Linked DNA regions of Scylla paramamosain: region 1 is linked to region 2. A link is a contact called in public Hi-C data. All regions are on one chromosome and are shown on one strand. Each heading gives the region's core, a stretch centred on a gene start, on an enhancer-like site or on the middle of the called end of the contact. The rest is flanking DNA. Distances are from core to core; before and after follow the strand shown.

The links. A called contact is a pair of places that touch in the nucleus more often than the background predicts.
Region 1: a contact with region 2 is called in a Hi-C map of testis, with 5 times the contacts expected there. The contact joins the enhancer-like site here to the promoter of LOC135103419 in region 2. A contact is called at or near these places in 2 of 2 Hi-C or Micro-C datasets (muscle and testis).

Annotation. Positions count from the first base shown.
Region 1 is chr9:4,255,419-4,260,145 of ASM3559412v1, forward strand. It overlaps LOC135103419, which reads left to right. Exons shown (of 7, transcript XM_064009622.1): 3 at 2,940-3,136; 4 at 3,266-3,482; 5 at 3,732-3,969. Among protein-coding and RNA genes, the nearest start is that of LOC135103420, 9.5 kb to the right of the region's middle. Within about 2 kb of position 1,518, the one cell type or tissue checked has an H3K27ac peak away from gene starts, as active enhancers do.
Region 2 is chr9:4,104,683-4,109,222 of ASM3559412v1, forward strand. It overlaps LOC135103419, which reads left to right and starts at 1,744. Exons shown (of 7, transcript XM_064009622.1): 1 at 1,744-3,135. The coding sequence starts at 1,873.

The DNA of each region.
Region 1 (4,727 bases), core at 268-2,767, 150 kb after region 2:
GTTTTATTCTCTCTCTCTCTCTCTCTCTCTCTCTCTCTCTCTCTCTCTCTCTCTCTCTCTCTCTCTCTCTCTCTCTCTCATCTTCACGCACTCAGTTTCGTTTAGTCTCGAGGCGCTTCCTGGTGCAGTATACGTAACGTTGTGGTTATCGTGACGCTGCTCAGTGAAAGCTAAAGCTAGATATGGGCGGGTCAAGATCCTTTCCTTGACCACTTGGCTGGCCCTTGCGTGGTCCAAGGTTTGGTGCGTATATTTATTTGAGTAGTTTGTCGCATCACATTTGTTAAAAGGATAAAAACGGGTGACTATTGCAAACGTTGCGTGTTTATTCGGTGCACTGAGAGATAAGCCACTTCATGAGAAAAGGATAAGTGAGTCCTCTCATGTGAAAGGTAAGAGCATTACGTTATGCATGTGCCACCACCCAGTTGATGATCACGGAGGGAGGGGTGCCCTCGTGGTGGCTGTAGTGGCGGTGGCGACTTTCCCTCCAGACCTCCAGCATATCCTCGGCGTCTGCTGCCATTGACTTTCCTTGTGGCAGAAATTCTCATGAAGGGAATAACGGCGCGAGGTGAAAGCAATTGATCAAATCTCAGTTATAGCGACAGCTGCGGTAGGGATGAGGGATGGCTGCCTGCTGGAAATGTGTCATATTAAAGCTGATAGCAGACGTCCGCAGTCGATGTTCACCTCTTCTTTACCGCCCGCGCACCAAAGCAGGGCAGAGGTCAGGTGTGTTCGCTGTCACCGCTATCATGATCACCAGAAGCCGATGTGGTTAACCTACGGCACTGACGCGACGGGTGGCTGCTGTCCTGCCGCCGCCGCCCAGCTTGGGTTATGTAATGGGCGCCAGGACGTGATAAATCCGTGAGAGGCTGGATATTAGTTCTTCAAGCAGCTGACATGGCAGGGTGTGATAAACAGGGCATCGTGAGTCATGTGGCGGTGTACAGAATGACTGAAGGAAGTATTTAACACGGAACAGCGGCTGTCGCATGGTTGCTGCTGTACCCGGTGACCCGCGACGCCATCAAGGGCTGCCCCACGCCGGCCCGCAGCCCCGCTCCCCCCTCCCTCCCGCCTCCCCTCTTCCGCAGACAATAATATGCATCTACCCGCACACTTGCTCCCTAGGAATGTTATCTTATTGGTTATTTTCCTTCCTTTCTTTTTATATTTTCTGTATGAAAGTCGTGGTCGTCAGTGTGGTGGAGCGCGGGGATCGTGACGTGCAGACGACAGCCCGTCCTGCGTGGCGCCGGTGTTGTCCGCGTCCGATTCCCTGATCGGTGCCGGGACCACGTGGGAATACATCACAAGGCCGCCGCGTTTCCTTCTGCACCGGGTTGGTCTGCTCGTATTATATCACCGGAGGGGTGGAGACTAATACTTTTAGCATTCTCTCTTGGAAATTAAGTACGAAAATAGCAAACCCCGTCTTGCTAACTCGAGACCCGTGATTCTGACTGAGGCAGTTTCTACGCAGTTGCTAGACACGTGGAGCAAGGGTTGGAGGGGGGAGGGGCACCACTGCCGGAAGAAGAGTGGAACAGGGCAGACATGGAAGGTAATAGGGAAGGTGAAGTAACTCTTTCCGCCCTTCCTCACTAACCTGGAGAGGACCATAGAAAAGTATAGAAAAGTAAGGAGCAGATAAGCAGAGAGATGGTATCGTCTGCTGCGGATAGATGCCAGCTGCCTCGCCTTACCCCCCCCCCCTCTCCTCGAAGCGTCTCTCTCTCTCTCTCTCTCTCTCTCTCTCTCTCTCTCTCTCTCTCTCTCTCTCTCTCTCTCTCTTTGGGGAAACATGTATGGTTTCACAGCCGTACCCCTGACGTCCGAAACAAAAATATGTGCCCGTCGTAATGCCAATAATAATATAGATTACATTGTGCTTGGCGTGTTGAGTGTGGCTGTCTGGAGTAGGGGACGGCGGCAGCCAGACGTCCAGGGTGACCTTTTCCTGGGTGTGTCCGCAGCTGGGTAGTGACGTCACGGATACCAGTGCGTCGCCTCACAGTCTCGTCATACTCGCCAGCTGGCTCAAGGGAACCACCGCGCATCCCTCGCCCGAGTGTCAATAGCGCTGCCGTTATGGCATCGGACCGGCTCGGCATCAACATCTTAAACAAATAGTCTTATTGTACTGGAAAGGTTTTAGCTCAGGGGAAATATACTCCACGTTACTACAACATTGCCTTTGTTGTCCAGATTTAGGCCACTGCATTGACTACAAGGCTGGAAAAAAAAATGTGCGTGACAGGAGATCCTCAGGAGGGGAGCGTGTTGCTTTCCCGCGTCACCTTAGGGTAACAGGAGCCAAAGTCATTGTCAAGGTTGAGATATCCTCAAGGTTATTGTAAAGTCAAGGTTCCAGGAGAGCGTTTTATTCCTCCTTAACTGGTTACATCAAAGTGTACCCTGTATGGGTGGAGTCACCTAGCTAGGTGCCCGCAGGCACGCCTCACACTGACAAGGGACACTGCGCCGTGCGCCGCCCTCGTGGCAAACCCTCAAGGCTAATGAATGTTGTGATAGAAACATAAGACTAGTTTCAGAAGTATATTTGTTCTGGGTGCCGAAACCCAAGCACCTTTAAAAAGGCTTTCTCTGGTGATTCACTTAACAGGGAACAGTGTAGTGGCCACCTGGTATTTCTTAATGCAGAGGCTCGTGCTCTTGCATCACGATACAAGTGCATGTGAAAAGTGACCTCTAAACGACTTTCAAGAGATCATTACAAACAATTCAGATTGTGAGTGTGAATGCCTGAAATGAAACGCTTGTAACAACTGACATTGCATTTCTTGGTGTTTATGAAGGACTGCCTTTCTCTATAATATTAAGTGAAGCGAAGACATTTATTCGCTGTTATAAGATGCACCTCAAAATTGTCTTTCATTGTCTTCTATATCGAATTTGTTGTGTTGCAGGATCGCGTGGAGACTAAGGAGGAGCTCCCGAAGAAGGTTCGAGCGGAAGAGGCGCCGACCCCCTACACCACATATGATCCGATGCTTTCCTACATGTGGCGGTGCGCCCCCATGGTTCCTCCTTGGACGGCCGCCCCACTCGTCACGCGTGACGGCAAACCGCTGCCCCCGCCGCCCCCGGCCTTTGTCAGGGACAGGTAAGTCTCTCATTTCATTGCGGTCATTTCATTGCGGTCTGTAATCATTACAGAGCACTTGAGAACCACTAGAACCATTCATTTGACGTTAAAATCATGTACTTACCAGTTAAAACGTTGCCCACACAGTGTGCCAGCGCCGTTACCTGCATACCTGAGTCAGGGGCCGCCCGTCCTTGCTGATCCCGGACGCGTGGTGCCGCTGTCCGACTCCCAAAAGTTCGAGCGCCATTACCAGCCTAATGTTGCTCTCGCTCCTCCCAAGGTTAGGGACAAAACCCTCCGCAACTCACTGCCTCACTCAGATCACTGCCATGACGTCCCTATTAAGCACCAAATGTATGCGGTGAGTAACTTTTTTTTTTGTTTTATAACAAATGTTAGTCCTACTGATTTTATTGCATTATTTTTAACACCACTGTTACATTGTTCTGCAATGAAAGAGAGAGAGAGAGAGAGAGAGAGAGAGAGAGAGAGAGAGAGAGAGAGAGAGAGAGAGAGAGAGAGGGCACCATTTCCATCTCCTTAGATCCAGCACATTGTAGAGGTAGTGCATAGTCTCAGAAGTGCTCATGGCTGTGTTCATGCTCCACAGATTGAAGACTGCATCAAACGAGAGAACTCCCCAACAGTACTGCCATGCTCCCAGCCCTCCTCACAACATTCTGTTGTCAGCAAACTCACCCAGACCAACAACCACTACCACAATCCACACCACCATCACCACCTCCCAAGGAAGCTGTGCAGTCCAGACACCAGTGGGCGGCACCCGGAGCTGGAGCTCTCCACCACAGATTCTGACACAGATTCTGTGGGCTCCTTAGCCAATCATAGTAAGCCATTTCACGGCTCAGTTTCATAATGTTATGCCTTTTCTTAGCTGTTTGTATGCTCATATAATGGAGTACTGTTTATAATTTGTATGTACTCCTTTATGAAGTTGCATGTGTTACAGTGCAAGTGAATACAGTAAAATCCCTCTCATCCGGCATTCGAGTATCCGGCAGCTTCAAGTATCCGGCACATTTTTCCCCGAGCCTAAAAATCAATAAAAAAATCAATGTGTACTCATAAAATCGATTAAAATTCCCGCGCGAGGCATACTTTGTCCCCTCGCCACCAGAGCGCACTGCTTCGCGCTACCCGCGGCCCACTGCACCGTGTTTACTCAGTGACTCAGTCCCACGTGTGCACTGTTTATCGCCTGACGCCTTCATCATGCCTAAAGTTGTAGAAAAGAGGAAGCGTGTTGTGCTTACACTTAAGCAGCTGATCAGATCAGCTGATCCTTGTTATGGTAAGATGCGTGAGTGTAGGGTGGTGATTGTGGACATAATTTCACTTTTATTCAAGTATCCGGCAACTTCTGGTATCCGGCATGTCGGCGGTCCCGTTGATGCCGGATAAGAGGGATTTTACTGTATATTTGCTTTGCAGTGTTTTTTTTTTTTTTTTTTTGGTGGGGTGCGGTTATTATAAGCCAGTGACTAATTTTTATAGCTATATTTTTCTAAGAAATTAACTATTGATTAAAACACTATAGTATATTTTTATATTATTATCATGAAATTTCATTAGGTATTGAAAATTC
Region 2 (4,540 bases), core at 494-2,993:
TATTTGGTGATGACTTGTCAAATGATGGAGTAGCAATACTCACTTCAATAAGGAAATAGGTGTGTATAACAATCAGCAGCTACCAACCACTGATCATCACGTTGCCCCCAAACACTCTATTTGTAGTTGTCACAAGATGATGTGCATGCTAAACTCTTGGTGCTACATATAACATGAAACAAAAACCAATAACCCAGTCAATAAATACACTGCATCGTTATACAGACATGAATCACCAGCATCTCATAAAGGTTTTGATAATTCCAGGATATAAATATTAAAAGAGCAATGAGCTCTTCGGCTTCCTTCTATTCACAGGTTGCAGCTTGTAGACTGAGACACGAAGCTGAAACTTGAAAATCTAGCTTGGCACAGATTGGCACAGTGCTATGGCTCAGAGGTAAGAGTGGAGAAGCCTTTATCTAGCTGGGGACTTGAAATGGTTGCAGTCTCTCTCTCTCTCTCTCTCTCTCTCTCTCTCTCTCTCTCTCTCTCTCTCTCTCTCTCCTGGATATTACTAGATGGCTTTATTGTAGCTAAATCATTACTCACAATGTGCAAAAACTCGGAATATAGTTATGAATAACAAGTATTTTTTTTTTTTTTTAAGGTACGCTGCCACATGAAAAGAAATTATATGGAAGGTCAACAATCTGGATGAAGACACCATGACAAAAAAAAAAAAGATGCAGTAGTAGTACTAATAGTAGTTAAAAGTAGAAGCAGTACTAGTAGTATCATAGGGTAAGGAATCGGAATAACGACAGATGCATGGCCGGGTAGGACGTTAAGTGAGGCCTGTGCCAGCGAATTCAGGGCTAGGGGACAAATGTACTCAAAACTGGCAGTAAGAGACCGTTTGGGAATGTGTGAAGTATTTCCTTAGCTATTAATAATTACATAACAGACGTGCTGTCAGTTTTAGGCCTCATTTCAGTCTCAGCCAGCAGGAAACGTGGCCATGAATATAACACCACACGTAGCATTCATAAGCATAATGGGAAAGGTTGTTGCCTAGCAGTGATTATTGCCATTAGCGCTATCACTGTTACTGGAATACACGCTGGGGACTAGAGAAGAAAAGAGTCAGGGTTGGGTGCATGCCGTAGTGAGGCTGGATGTGGAGGCGGTCACTGGAGTCAGTATGTCATGCTGCGCTATTTTGACGGGAAGTCTCACTAGGCGACGCGTGACTCAGTACATGAGAGGCCCGTCTGTGTGTATGTGTGTGTGTGTGTGTGATACTGAACACACAATACTTTCTTGCTATTTGGTGTGCTCTAAGTACTTAATGTTTTAGGCGATAAACAAAACCAACATCATGCTGGCCATAGTGCGAATGTTGCCAGGTGGTGTTTATGCGTCTGTGGTTCATTAGCTTCTTAATTCAGTACATTCAGTTGCCTTACCTTGACTGAACATCTGCAACACATAAATCATGCTTAATAATCTAATTTTGCATGACATCAACCTGTCCTCATAAAATCACCGTGTATTATGATGTCGATAATTTCTCAAGGTACAGCTCCCTGCATGAACTCATGACGCCCGTGCTCGAGATGAAATGCATACAATACTGACATACATACATGTGAGGTGAAATGTTTGTCTGTAATTCAAAAGAATGTACATAAATAAAATGTGGTATTCGTCTGAAATGGGCGTGTAGTGGTGTAGCGGGGGGTGTGTGGCAAGTGTGGAGGACGGCGGCTGAGCGGTGGCGGGAAGAGTGGCTCGCGCTAGTGTCGAGTTGCCGCGGTAGTAAGTGAAGAACCTTTGACGGGAGATGATGCGCACGTACCGCCGCTCCTCAGTTGTGAGTGCAGTGATGTGCTAGTGCGTGTAGTGCCCAGTGTGCATTGATTAGGCCTTATGGCGGCACCGGACAACAGTCCACACCTTAAGCGTGTGTTGCGCAGTTATCAAAATAGTGCGATGTCCAGTCTCCATGGGCCGGGACCTAACTGTTACTTAAACGACACGGGCAGGATGGGCGTAAGTAAAAAGCTGGCAGATTGTGACGATGACCGCCCCTCCATCAAGCAGCTCGACGCCACCACCAAACACGAGTTGTACCGCGGGTTAAGCTACAAGAAGGCGCTCCTCTACGAGGTGGACCATAAAAAGAGCAAGGTCGAAAATGGTCCTCGTCGTTGCATTGTTGATATTGAAAGTAGGCGGCTTCCAACATCCAGTCCGCCCACCAACCACACGCCCACGGTTGGTCCACAGCCCACCCAGCCCGACTGTAAAGACACCTCTGTAGATATCACCACCACCACCACAACCACTGCCAGCCTCGTCCGTAACTCTGCCAGCGACACTGCCACCACCTGCAACTCTGCCAACATCACCACCAGTGCGTCTGACTCCACCACCGGAGTGGAGGAGTCGTGGGTGGAACCCGGAGTGTTTTTAGCCCCGGCGCCCTTCCCGCCGCAACCTTGGCCGGTGCTGGCCGCGGCAGACAAGGGTTCTCCTGGTGCAGGTTGGGTTCGGGAGACCCTGCTTGATGGGGAGCCCATCACGTGTTTTAACGTGGGCGGAGAAATGCGGCTGTGTTTGCCGCAAATCTTGAATACTGTCCTGCGAGACTTTTCCCTGAGCCAGATCAACGCTGTGTGTGAGGAACTGCGTATATATTTGGATGGCTGTAACGAGGCTCAGCTGGACGCCCTCAGGGTAGCAGGCGTCCTTCCCCACTCCGCCCCTTCCTGCGGCCTCATCACTAACACAGACGCCCAGAGACTTACTCAAGCCTTGCTGTACGCCCATCCCACCCGCGCCCCTGTCTCTGACCCTTCTAAGCCTCAGGATCACCCAAAGCTGCGTGTGTATCACACCTGCTTTGGTAAGTGCAAAGGGCTGGTGTGGGACGATCTGTACACCAACCCCAACGCCGCCTGCATTGAGTGCGAGGAGTGCCATGGCCTGCTGCCCCCGGCACGCTTTGTCTGCCACGCCCACAGGTCCCTTGAGAACCAGACCATTCACTGGGGATTTGACGCAGAGCAGTGGCGGACCTACCTTCTATTGGCCAAGGACCAACAGCTTCCCCTTGAAAAGGCCGAAGCACAATTGAAAGGTTTCAAGAGCAAGTTTGACCCTGTCGGTGCAAACTACAAGCGCAAACAGGTACTGTGGCCTTTCGTAATACCTTGCTCACACACCCTTTGTTTCAGTACAGGAGTTGCCATGACAGAAGGCGTCTTATGAATAGTTGTAAAGAATGTGTTTTCTTACATGTAAGTTAAGTAGCTGTACAATAAGATAATGATTTACATAATACACCCTTAATGTATAGTACATGGCAACAGAACACCTTGGACAGTGTTGTTACTTTGCAAGGCTGGACACATTCTCGCTAGCTTTACACCATGTGCATCTTCAAGGTCACTGTGTTCGCATGCAGGTGTGCGCTATCGGGACAAAAAAGAAAAAAAAAAAGGTTGTTTCACGGCACTCTATCAGCAGGTGATATAAAGAGATGTATATCATGAGTAGAGTAACGGATGCTTGTGCCGCGCCCTTTGCTCCGCACTTGTCTCTTTGCCTCGCCTCAGACGGAAACAGCGGCGTGCAGACAGACATCCTTGGGAGCCTCAGACGGCCCTGCTTGGCTGCTTGCGATTACCTGCCAAATGCTTGCGTCACTCAGCCTCCCTCCAGTCTCCCCTCCCCTTCCCTCCCCTCTCCCTCCTCCCGTGTGTTCATCACACACACACACACACACACACACACACACACACACGCATTAAACTGACCGTGCGTTGCCGACCAAAGTATTCCTGCCTTTAAAAGCGAGATGTTAATATCATCACCCTGTTAATTCTTTACGCCACATTAACTCGATCGTTCATAACGGCGAGTGTGAGTCAGTAGAGCTGAATGGAACGAACTGGAAGAGAATATGCACAGGGAGAATGGCGGCGCCTCACCTCGCCCCTTCACCTTCTCGGGAAAAAAAAACAAAAAAAAACGGTCAGTAGAAAGCCCGAACCGTGTGTGCAGGAGAGACAACCTTGGGAGGGAGGCAGGGCCGCGATGACGAGGTGGGTGGGGAAGCCTCCAGCCTCTCGCCTCCCCTGGTGGGGCGAGGCAGGGTGGTATGGAGGGCCCTCGCTTGGCGCGGCAAGAGAGAGAGAGAGAGAGAGAGAGAGAGAGAGAGAGAGTTGCTTTTCTCCTACGGGTGCTTTGGGCATGCATAGTTAAGTGCCGGTGTGTACGTACACCATGTGTGTGTGTGTGTGTGTGTGTGTGTGTGTGTATGTATGTGCGTGCGCGCTTGCGTGCGTGCGTGGTCCGATCAGGTGACTCGTACCTCCCTCCTCACTTCCCTCGATTTTCTCTCATGTTCCCTCTTATCGCGAGAACCGCAAGACAGTTTTGTGGCCGCTCGTGGCATTTGCTTCCAGGAGTAATGGACGAATCCTAGCGCAGCGGAACGAGTCAAATTTCATCACCGTTTCGCCGTGAGTGGCTGGTGGGAGGGTCATCAGCGTGCCCTGTGCTACTCTCGGCTTCGGTCACGAGGACTTGT